2 separate regions of the Columba livia genome follow, and region 1 is linked to region 2. The links are chromatin contacts, called in public Hi-C maps. All regions are on one chromosome and are shown on one strand. The core of a region is the stretch at or near the end of the contact, and the rest is flanking DNA. Distances in the headings are between cores, read along the strand shown.

Region 1 (5,635 bases), core at 541-3,040, 78 kb after region 2:
TTTCCCCCACAGGGTTAGCGCTTGTGCTGACTGTTGAGAAATCAGTCATTAACAGCCAGGAAATGACTTTGCCATCAATCAGAATATTGCTCAGCCATGTTTCAGCTTTTTTTCCCCTTTCTCCGCGTAATTATTCTCATCCTCTGCTGATTACAGTTTATAATAGCTATAATTCTCTCAAAATCAATCATTACTTGACTTAACCACAGGGTTACCAGTAGAAACATGAAGGAACACAGATATCCTGGGCTGTTTTTTAATTATTATTCTTATTTAACAACACACAACCTTTTATGTAGATCACATTTAACCTCCCTCTTGGCAGCATTAGGCAGCAATTATTTTATTTTAATTTTGCTGTAAATCATGAAGTGTTTGATTACATGGCTGTTCCATCTACACCAGGTGTTTTGATGACATGTTACTAACATGCTATTTTGACATGAAATCTCAGTGGTTGTCCTAAATTAAACCACTGTAAAAGGACAAATATGTCTTGTTTGCCAACACAGACTCCACAATTTAAGCAAAACCCAAGTACATAAACACAGTTAAATCAAAGGTTGGCTTACTTTCCTGTAAGGCAAATTTTGAGTATACCAAATTAAAAGCAACACTTAGATTTAAAAATCATGTTTTTTTCCTGAACAGAGTGGAAATTCATAGCTTACCTCACACAATCATATTCCCACTGCAGCTGAACAATGAGTTTCTGTTATTCTGCTTGCACCATGTGTTAACTTGACACCACTTTACCTCTAATAATTTTCTCTCGCCCATATATTCAGTTAGTTTCCCTTACTGATTATGCAGGTCTCTCATGCAGAAAAAGGAAATATTTAAAAATTGAAGGAAATCATTATATGGAATAACAGAAACTGGAAGCTGGACTGAAGAGCAGGTGTAGAGTCTGAGTTGACTTCTAAGTTAAAATAAAGCCTTAATTTAAAATAGATTTATTTATTTATTAAATTTGGGTGAGAAAAAGTGATTTATGACATTATAGCATTTGATGGGGAATAGGAACTAAGTCAAGTGTTTCACACCTCCTCTGCATAACAGTGTGAAATAGAAATACACAGAGGAAGGCATTTTCTACACAGAATATTATGATCCTATAATTCCACATATTCCTCTTCAGATGTTTTTTGTGAACTATTTACATATCAATTTCCATGTGCAATGGCCATGTCATACGTCTGGCTCCTCTTTATTTACTAACTTGCAATGGGCAGTATATTATTGTTGCTAATTTTGTCCTGATGAATGGGACATTCATGCATTTTGCTTACAAGGGCAAATCTGGGGGAAAAATCACAGCAGTTAACATACAAATATTGTGTACGCATAAGCTGTGCCTTTTATAACTATCTGCACTGAGGAAATCAACTGCTCTGCTGTGTCGAAATAGAGTACATGCATTACTGGAGACTGGTTGCAAAGTCTCAGATCTTGAAGTGCAAATTCTCATATGAAATAGCTAACCGTGCTGGCGCTAATGTTCACCTTTGTCACCTCAGATTTGTTCATAAGATTGTTAGAAATTTTGGAACAAGAACTAAATGGGAGTTCCTTTTTTAACCACTCTTTCTTTGTAATTGTGTGCTCTTGCATTTAGCTAAAACCCCTGTCTCCTCTCAGCTGCCCTGAACATGGGTGCAGCAGGTAAAAGTCTGTTGGAGACCATTTTGTCAAAAAATAATGAAAGGCGATGTTTCTTCAGCAGATAGCATGACCGCAGGCCTGGCCATGAGTAAAAATCCACTTGGACTGCATAGCTCATCTAGTAAAATGCTGTTTCTCAGCCTGGTCCAAATTCTGGTTGGGTCCCTGAGGCTTCCTACCGACCACAGTGGCCCCCATTGCTGGGGATGGGGACGGTGCCCAGCCAGCTCTACCTCTCACAAGGAGCTTTGTCACAACCCAGGGGTCTCTCAGTCACATGAGAAATGGTTTTTAGGCTCAGGGCCCCAGGGGCCATTATTTCAAAGTCGTGCAGCCATCGTGTAGCTGCGCAAAGCCCCTCCTGCCGTGCCTGTGCCTTTCAAGAAACAAAGCTGTGTTGTGAACTATTGGCGATGTTAATAGCTTTCTTCCCTCTAGAGGTTTGCTCCTGCTTTGGCCCCAAATATTTCAAAATAGCTGAAGCTGGCAGTAAGAGCCATGGGAAGAAAAAAGTGATGCATGTTAATTTCTGGTTTAGACATGATGAGAATTTCATTCTCTTCATTAAAATTCCCCAGTGCCAATGGGATGCTCCTCTGATTCATGGACTACACCTTGTAACGCTCCTCTGTGAGAGATCATATATGCAGCCTGATGTCTTTAAACAGTTTTATTTCCCTCTCCTTCCAAACAATCCAGTTATCATTCTCCTGATACAAAATATGTTCTTCTTCCAGTGGTATGTTTGAATGTTTGTGCAGAAATTTCAAGGCATGTTTTTAATTTCCTGTAAAAAGACTCAAGTTATCACAAATGGCAGTGTCACATCTACTCATTGTGAAATGGAGAGACACAGTGAGTAACCTGCTACTAGCAAATAGAAAATAAAATATGAAAGCAAACTCAGATTCAGACTCACGTGGGGGTGGGTGGAGGGGGGGCATGGAACATCATTTATGTACTCCACGGAGCAAACAAATGATCCCATCTAGCTGTCCTGAAGGAACGCCTTAGGAGGACAGACAGAATGGTTCAACTGCTGGGTAACCAGGTCAGTTGTTAAATACTTATGAAAAATATCCCATTTGTGGGAAGCTATGGTGTTTTGCCACTCAGAAACCACTGCTATATATGCTTATGCTATTTTTGCTTAGATGAAGAGTGGTAAATTTGCATTTAATGTGAGCAAAAGTAAAATCCTCAAAACACAGCACTGTGTGGTCTCTCCTTTACCTGCTTAATCAACTTAGACCACAACAACTGCCTTCCAAGAATAAAAATAGAGCTGTTAGTTAAGTAGAGATAGAGGAGACAAAGGCATCAAGGATTCAGAGTAACAGGCTGCGGAGATTAATGTTCCCTCCCATCCTGAAAAGTGTATTTTTATTCTGCTGTGATTTTTAAGATAAACATGGAAGACAAACAAGCAGTACTTTTTCCACTGAGGAGTCATTTCAGAAGCACCATACTCCCTGTGCTCTGAAATGCATTTCTCTAAATGTGCTTAGAATGACACTGGAGCGGTGGGAAGAAACAGGAATCAGAAACTGATTAAAATCAGGATCAGATTCATTCTCTAGAGAAAAGTCAGCATGCTGCAAGTACAAGTAGATAACCTGCTGACCAGGTTTTTTGACTTTAACAATCTGAAATCAAACACCATTCACCCAAGGAAAATAGGAAGACCAGAAGTCCACTATGGTCAACAGAATGTGGAACTGACCTCAACACAAAAGTGCTTAATAGTACACCAGTGCAAGGGATGCACTAAAATTCCGTAAGATAGGTGCTGGGTCAACTGAGCAGAGAGGAAAGGTAGATATGGATGACATAAGGACAACTCCCAAATGTTGTGTGAAGGAAGTTTGAGGTTAGGTGTGTATTTCCAGTGTCTGGGTACTTGCTAAATAATTTAAAACAGAGGACCAGGTCACCAGTAGATTTAGACAAGCGAGGTTTTGCTGAATGGTTCTGGTGACAGTTTATGTGTTCATTTTGAAACTAGCATTTGCCATCACACCAACCCTGCTGCTGTGAGTGTGGTGTAGTGTCAGCCCTCACCACCAAACTTTTCCAGGGAATTAAGCCAACTGAAGAAACCGCATTTGTCCTGAGAAGTCACCTGAAGGCTTCCAAAGAGCCACATGGGGACCTGTATCTGGACTGTACGTTCATTAGGGAAGAAGGATGCAGCTTGTGGAGCAACGGGATGAGGTGTGAACAGCAATGTGGATTAATTTTTTTACCAGACAGAACCGGTACACACGAACTCCATTTCATTGCTGGGTATAAGGAAGAGCAAAGGCCAGCATATTGGGAGGTCAGTGTTGTTCAAATCACCTACAAGATGAGTAACAATCACAGCCCCATAGTAACCTCATTGATTCACATTGCATAGCATCACCATGAGCAGATCCCATGGGAAGCCCTTTTTCCCTGTTTTCTGCCTTGCCAGGAGTCATTGTTCACCCTAGATGAGCATGACCTCTGTGACTTAGTACAAAGAATAACCAAATATACCTCTCACTCCACCACCCTCTTTCACCACCTCCACTGTCACTGTATACTCTGCATTTTAAGAAAAATACACATCACACTGAGGTTTAAAATGCCATGTTGAATCTTGCTGTGATGAACTCCATCAATGTTGGGAGAAAGCTGACCCTTTCAGCCTTTTCAGACCAAGAAGCTATGCTGAGAGCATTGAAGACCAAGCCCAGGAGCTTGGTTATCAGTGTGCAAAGCTGTCATCATACAGATTGGTATCACTGACTGATAGGGCAAACCTGTGAAAACAGAGTTTCTCTAAAAATTCTACCAAAAAAATATAAAATCAGTGGTAGGAATCACACAGCATTATTCTTTGAGTCACCTATTTAAAGTCACTTCCTTTTTTTTTTCTAACTACACTAGGGTGCTGCATATGTTTTCAAGTCTAGCTGTAGAGTGAGGGTGTTTTTGTGCCAAGTACTACAGACCACACAGAAGAAGCTGCAATTAATGGCATTTCAGTGTTCTGCGTTGCTGATGTACTTAACAATCCATTTTCGAGGACATTTTAAAAGTTGTTTAGCTGACTGCCAAAAATGGCGATCATTAAAAATAGATTTGCAGCTGTTCAGGAAAGCTGAGATATAATTTTGTCTTCATTATGCCTTATTGCAGATGTTATTGATTTAGTCCCACTGCATTTCAGTGGGCAATATCAATTCACACTGTCTTTGACTTTGGGAACTGGGAATTCCATTTATTCTTATTTTCAGAGCTCACAGTACAGAAGAAGGGAAAATAACCATGAAGTAAATTCAGGAGAGAGCCTCTTTGTGTGGCAACACCATTGTGCAGGTGATCAGAGCTGATAAGCTCATCAAATCATCCCTACAGTGAGCCTCAGATTGCAGCAAAATGTGTACAAAACATGCCCTGAAACTAGTACCTGAATCTTATACAAAGAGAGCCTACAGTCTTAGGCCAAATGCTACAGATCAGAGACAACAAAGAAAAGTGTGAATGTGATCATATGCTATCTTCATGATACTACTGTTTTTTTTCACTACTCATGCGTTACTTTCACTGCAAGCTGGCACTATTTAGAACAATCATTTACAGTGAAATATCCTTAAATATATGATATCATTGCCAAACACAGAAGAGAGTCACTTGCTGCTCCAGGAAACTCATTTAGTGACAGTTTTCACATGCAGCTGCAGAAACTGGGTCTGTGTACATATAGGTATGTATTTTTTTTGTGTATGTAAATGTAGGACCAAATGTAGCATGTGTGATGATTCAACTCAGTCATAATCAGCTTAACCAGGAGCAGAAGAGTAAATTCCCTGGTATTTCATCACTAGTCCAGGAAGCCTTCAAGAGTTCATTTGACAGAAATTGCATAAATAATTCCTGGAATTTTAAATAAAACACATATGTAAAAGTGCAAAGAACAAGGAATAAGAAGAAAAATTGTAAT
Region 2 (5,833 bases), core at 1,033-3,532:
GTAAAACACTTATAAAAGAGATTTGGGCTCTGCATGGAATTTTAGATACTGCCAGTAAGTTCATGAACAGGAAAAACAAACACCAGTTTTCTGTGGATCTAGATACGCTCTTTTCAAGCCACATGTTATAGAGAAATAAACATTTTCTATGTACAGTGGAACTTAAAACTAGAACCATTGGGAAAAAAAAAATACCCTCAGTCCACCCAGGGCACCACCATGTCTCTCCCTCTCTCCCTGTGTAGCTCACAGAGCTCTGAGGCTCCTCAGACACATTTCGTCCTGCCTAAGCCGGTGGCTGCTGGTGACCTGTTGTACGTCAGTGTCCTGCAAAGCGATGCCCATGCTGATTGAAGGGACCAAGCCACTTAACCCTAAATTGTGCAGGGGCTGATCTCAGGACACAGGTGACAGAAGGGATGCCCTCACCACCTAGTCCTGCCTTGCTCGATTCTCGGGGCAGCCCGGGCGCAGAGCCCTGGAGAAAGCAGTGGTGGCACGAGCCCTTAGAGCTCCCAAAGACATCTGAAAAGTTCCTGTCTTCAGTCAATTTGCTCATCTGCATTAAATCATGGGGTGTGGTTTCACAGTTAATTCTTATCAATTAATTCATAGCTAAGGGATTCAGGGAAACAGGGAGGGATGTGAAAAAATAAAGGCTTGGGGGCATAATATGAGCCCAAACTAAACTAACATGAGAGTGACTGGAAAAAGCCACACTGTGGGCAAGGTTCGGGTTTGATTATACTTTTCTGCTGCCAGGCTGATTTCAGCTGGGTTGAATTTCCCACTGCTTGAAATTTATGCTTACATTCTGGATTTAAACTCAAAACCAGCATGAAAGGAGCTAGGGCTGAGCATCTTAGCAATAAAAACAAGAGACAGATATGAGGCACTGACTTTGTTAATTCTTTCACCAAAGTCTCAGACTTTTCTGCTCTGGATCTGCATTTTTTCATACCCGTGTATTTCAGGAATAACTCCACTTGATCTTAATAGAATTAAATAAATACAATATATCTCAGAAAAATATTTTAGAATAACTCCTCTCTTCCACTTCACTGTTATCTCTTGGGACGGTGGCTTCTAAAGTTTTTAATGAGCTCTTACACAACAGAATATGATGGGACACTTGTAAAACAAAGATTCCTCTTGGTTCAGAGACAGAAGTTCTTGCTGGATGGCCCACAAGGACAAGCTGAATGTTATCACTCACCTGCATTTACAGCTTTACCTTATAAGACTGTTATTTCCAATGTGTGGTCTTACCTATAAAAAAAGTGAAGCAAAACGAAGGACGTGTATATAATCCAACGTAATGAAGGAAGAAAGGCAATTCTAAAAAAACCCAGATGGTGGAGCTACTTCATTACCGGTGACAGAACAGTGCTGTGCAAGTTTTGCTTCAGATCTCTGCAGAGAAGAATCAAAAGCAGCAGAGATGAAGTCCCCAAATGCCTCTGCCATCACATCCCAGATCTCATCTTTGTGGACTGAAGAATATAAATCAGTGTGCACAACTTCCTGCAAGTCTTTCCCAGGCAAAAGTTTTGACTCTTCAGGGTATGTTCTCTCTGCCTTCCAGAAAAATTACTACTTACCTCTTCTTTTACTAGCAATTCTTTAACGAAATACATGCAGTACACAGTGGTAAGCAATTTATTTTATATTCTGAAATGACAACATCGATACTGCATCAGAACTTTCCCCAATAGCAGTTTTTAAATATTTTTGGTGCAAAGAGGATGCTATAATTTGGCTCTTTTTTATTTATGCAGAAGTGCTAAGACCCATGAAAATATAATATGAATTGTGTTTTAAAATGTACCATATCAGGATGTTTTTGAAGGGAAATCTTTCTGCAAAGTAGTTTTATTTCTGGCTGTAATTCTAGAAAACAACTATAAGAAAATGGTAAACAGGCTACTCTCACTGTGAATTCCCTCAGTTTTAGTCTTAAAAAGCCCAGCTACCTGTCTCTGCTTGTAAATGTGCAGCACACATACCACTGTGAGCTACGGGGTCTGCTCCCACTATGGCAAGTTAACTGCAGATGTTCCTAGTGAACCAAAAAGAGATTAAATTCCTAAGACAACACAGGTGAAAGCAGACTCTCCACATGGTCCAAAGGTCCTGCTTAGCTAGGCACAGGCTTTTTATTAGGTGTTGCACTTTAAATACTTGCAAATCAAACAGAGGAGCAAAAATGACTTTTATTAGGGCTGAGTGGTGAGGAGCAGGGTGCAGGTGAGCAAGAACTTGAGAGCACCCGGCTCTCACACTCCTGGTGTGCCAGGAGCCCTGAAACCCCGGTGTCCTGCCAGCCAGGGCTGTACCAGCCACCCACTGGGACTGGCAGTGACTGTTGTGGGGCAGCGAGGAAAGCTGAGGCATTTTCCCTTCCTTTTAGTTCGGAAGGCCCTTTCCTTTTCATTGGGACCAGAGGAGGGGGAGCCATCCGTTCAGCTGCTGTCCCTCCACCCCTGTCCCAAGAGGCACATCCTCTGCGGTCAGATGGGGTGGAAGCAAACACTGTGTCATGGGATTTTCCAGAGGACCAGCTGAGATATCGCACCACTGTGGCAGCTGCCTGGGGGCAGCAGGAAAGTCTGGGGTACCTTCTGACACCATCTTTAGCTGTTATTAGGATTTATATAGTAATTTAGGGAATGGGCCCAGCCTGCTCCGGGGACTGTGTATGGGATGTGAGCTTTTCATCTCCAGGTCACCTCATAGCTGTTGGATGGTCCTATGGCATCTGTGACGTGAGTGATGGTCTGAGGAGGAAGCACAGGTCCACGTTACATGCATGTGTGCATAATCATAAACGCCCATGCAATTAGCACTAATTAGCACTCCCCTTGGAAACCAGTGCTGAGCAGCTGGGGATCCAGCAGCCGCATAGGTAAACCCAAACTGCAGTACATTTCTTTTAATAAAGCTTGGGTATTTGGCTTGAAAAATCTATTTTGGAGCTCTTGGACTGAAAAGGTTAAGCCTGCCCCGGAGCCACTTTCATGTCTTCCTTTAGTATCAACATTTGGAGAATCAAATAATTGGGCAAAGGAGTACCGGGTAATTTCCAGTGAGTTTATAGGACAGATTATCTGAAAGTTATGTACCTGCCCCTCAGGCTCCCTGCCATGTGTATAAAAATGAACAGATATTAGTGCCAATTAAAAACACAAAGAAACAAGCAAAAAACCATCAAGTAAGCTATCATCATCTTGTAGATATCTGGGGACACAGAGGATAAACTGGATATTAACTTTGAAAATGCCATCCCTTAGGGTGGCTTCTCTCCACCTATTTCTAGGTTATATTTTTCCACAGCCTGATGAAGCAGCCAAAGCCATCAGGCTGTTTTCTTTCCACCTCAAATCTCATGAGCCCACCAGCTGGTCAGACAGAAACATCTCCTGCCTGGCCCTGATCCTGACTAGGCTCCACAACTCCTCTCTGCTTGGATTCCTGGAGCTTCCCCATTCCCTTCAGCCCAGAAATGTGCCCTTCATTTCAAAGGCGTCATGGCCAATTTGCAAATATTTTGCTGTTGCTGAGGGCCAGGAGAAAGCAGATCTTGCAATGTCCTGCTCAGCACGACAGGCACTCTGCCCTGCTCTCACTATGTTGCATTGGGTGCATTTTCTTGGGTGTTGCTTTGTTGATTAAAGGCACTTGGATCTGGAGCAAAGGCCACCACCCTCCCTGCGATCCCCTGCCAGCTCTGGCGAGTCTTGGCCCCAAATCCCACTGCAGAGAGGCAAAATGGGTCTCATGAACTGCCCCGGGCTGACTTTGGGGGTGCCTGGATTCAAACCCTCCTGCCTCTCATATGGTTTATTGCATCCTGGTACAAGAAGGACTACGTGAAACACAGAGACAGTGTCATTCACAGATGGATTACCCATCAGGGAGTATCGAGCCCTGTGTTTTATCTGCTGCACCTCTGGCACCAGAAAGTGCGCCTTGGTCAGGTCACTTCATTTCACAGCACCTTTAATCCTCCTCCTATTTCATACACCATCAGCTATAGCAGCGCAGAGCCTTTTGCTGCAAGGGCTCGCTCTCATATGGCATGCTCCTAAAACGTCTGACACAGCTGCATGCCAGCATCAGGGGAGCTTCTGACTACTACTTTTATGTAGACATACTGTTTAATATTTATTATTATTGCATGCGATATCATTTCATCTTCCATTATGTTGCTTTTTAAAGAAAATTGAAATATATTTGAGATTAATACCATTAGAACCAGCAACTAACAATCCTATACAATGTTGCATGCGGATGTAGTTACAAAATTTCCTTAGTTCATGTAAGGTGAAGGTTAATTTTAGAATGGAGCGAGAGTACCAGAGCCATTAAAATAGTATGGAAAAATGTTACCAGATGAGAAATTGTTCAAAATAAATTAAAACCATTATTTCAGTCATGTCTTTCCAGAGCACTTTGATAATAGGATGTATTTTTCTTGCCTGTATTCTTGCCAGAGATTTTCATAGCAATCATGCTCATTTCCAAGGAGATCATTCCTTCTTAGGTTAACAATAAGGACTCTTTCTCAAGATATGTGAATGCACTTTGCAAAGGCAAAATATATTTGATTCTGTGAAAAAAAAATCCCTTTGGTTTTACTTTCGTGTTGGTATAACTAGTGATAATCCACTATATTATAACATTAGTGCAAACACAGTATGCTACATTATTTTGACACTTCTGGATGTGTTTCTTCATTCCTGTCTGAGCTTTATTAAGCCACTGTCAAAATAGTTAGTGTAGGAAATTTTATGACTTGTGTGGCAAAGGATGTGGTGCCACGGAGATGAACAAAGAATGGGTCAGCTATGAGATAATCCATCTTCCCTCTCTGGACCACACTCCCCCTTCCTCCTCGCCTCAGCAAACTAACGCTTGCAGCACTGCTGCAAGACTCAGGGTCACATTAGCGCTGTGCTGGATCCCTTGTGAGGATACTCCTGATGTGACTGTCGTTCGCCAGCTCTGATTTAACATGGTCAGTGTACAGGAAATTGTGAAAAATAAAGCTGGCTTTATGTTCTACCTTTGTTTTTCAATGTTCTACCTTTGTTTTTCAAGAGTGCTCCCACTGATTTTAAAAGGATGGGTAGATGCTTTTTGAAACCAGGGTCCAGGCTCATCTACCCCCAAGTCTTTGTTACAGAGAGACAAAGAATAGGGCTTTTTTATCAACAGTATAGAAATGGTTGTCATTCCATATTTTTCTGCGATATTAAGCATGTTTGCTAAACAGTACCAACTGCAAAACTTTGTCTTAGGACACAGTCTTTATTCTAGTACAGAATGCAGGCACTTTGCCTGCACAAGGCTGATTTTTGTCTCCTGAAGTCTGCCCTTGCCTCCCCTGAGCAGCAGCAACACCAACAACCTCCTAAAAGAGACTGTGCCTTTCCTTAAATCTCCTCCCAGAGCACAGTATAGAGGGGCAGCCACCTTTCCCAGCTCCTTTAGCCTCTCACAGTGGGTAGGGCATGTTTTACGAGGTAAGACATAAAGAAAAGCAAAAGCTGATGCTATAATTGAGAAGTAAGACAGGCAAACCCAGGCTCCTGTTGTGAGATGGAAGGTGGGATGCTCTGCATGACAATTTTAAATGTATTTGTCTTCTTGAGTTGAAAGCATTTAAAATACACAGGTATAGAAAAGCCTTGTCAGATATTGGCCAAGGACATCAATGCAAAGCTTCAACTTGCAAGAAATGCTTCTGGCTAATCATCAAAAATACCTGTGTTCTGTAATACTTTCCTGCCACTCCCTGTTTTACATATATCAACAAATGGCCTGTGTGGGA

Evidence for each region. A called contact is a pair of places that touch in the nucleus more often than the background predicts.
Region 1: a contact with region 2 is called in a Hi-C map of crop, with 1.8 times the contacts expected there. The contact joins two enhancer-like sites. A contact is called at or near these places in 2 of 2 Hi-C or Micro-C datasets (crop and liver).

The regions. Positions count from the first base shown.
Region 1 is chr2:35,533,286-35,538,920 of bColLiv1.pat.W.v2, forward strand. No RefSeq gene overlaps it. Among named protein-coding and RNA genes, the nearest start is that of NPVF, 150 kb to the left of the region's middle. Within about 2 kb of position 1,791, at least 1 of the 3 cell types and tissues checked has an H3K27ac peak away from gene starts, as active enhancers do.
Region 2 is chr2:35,454,404-35,460,236 of bColLiv1.pat.W.v2, forward strand. No RefSeq gene overlaps it. Among named protein-coding and RNA genes, the nearest start is that of NPVF, 74 kb to the left of the region's middle. Within about 2 kb of position 2,283, at least 2 of the 3 cell types and tissues checked have an H3K27ac peak away from gene starts, as active enhancers do.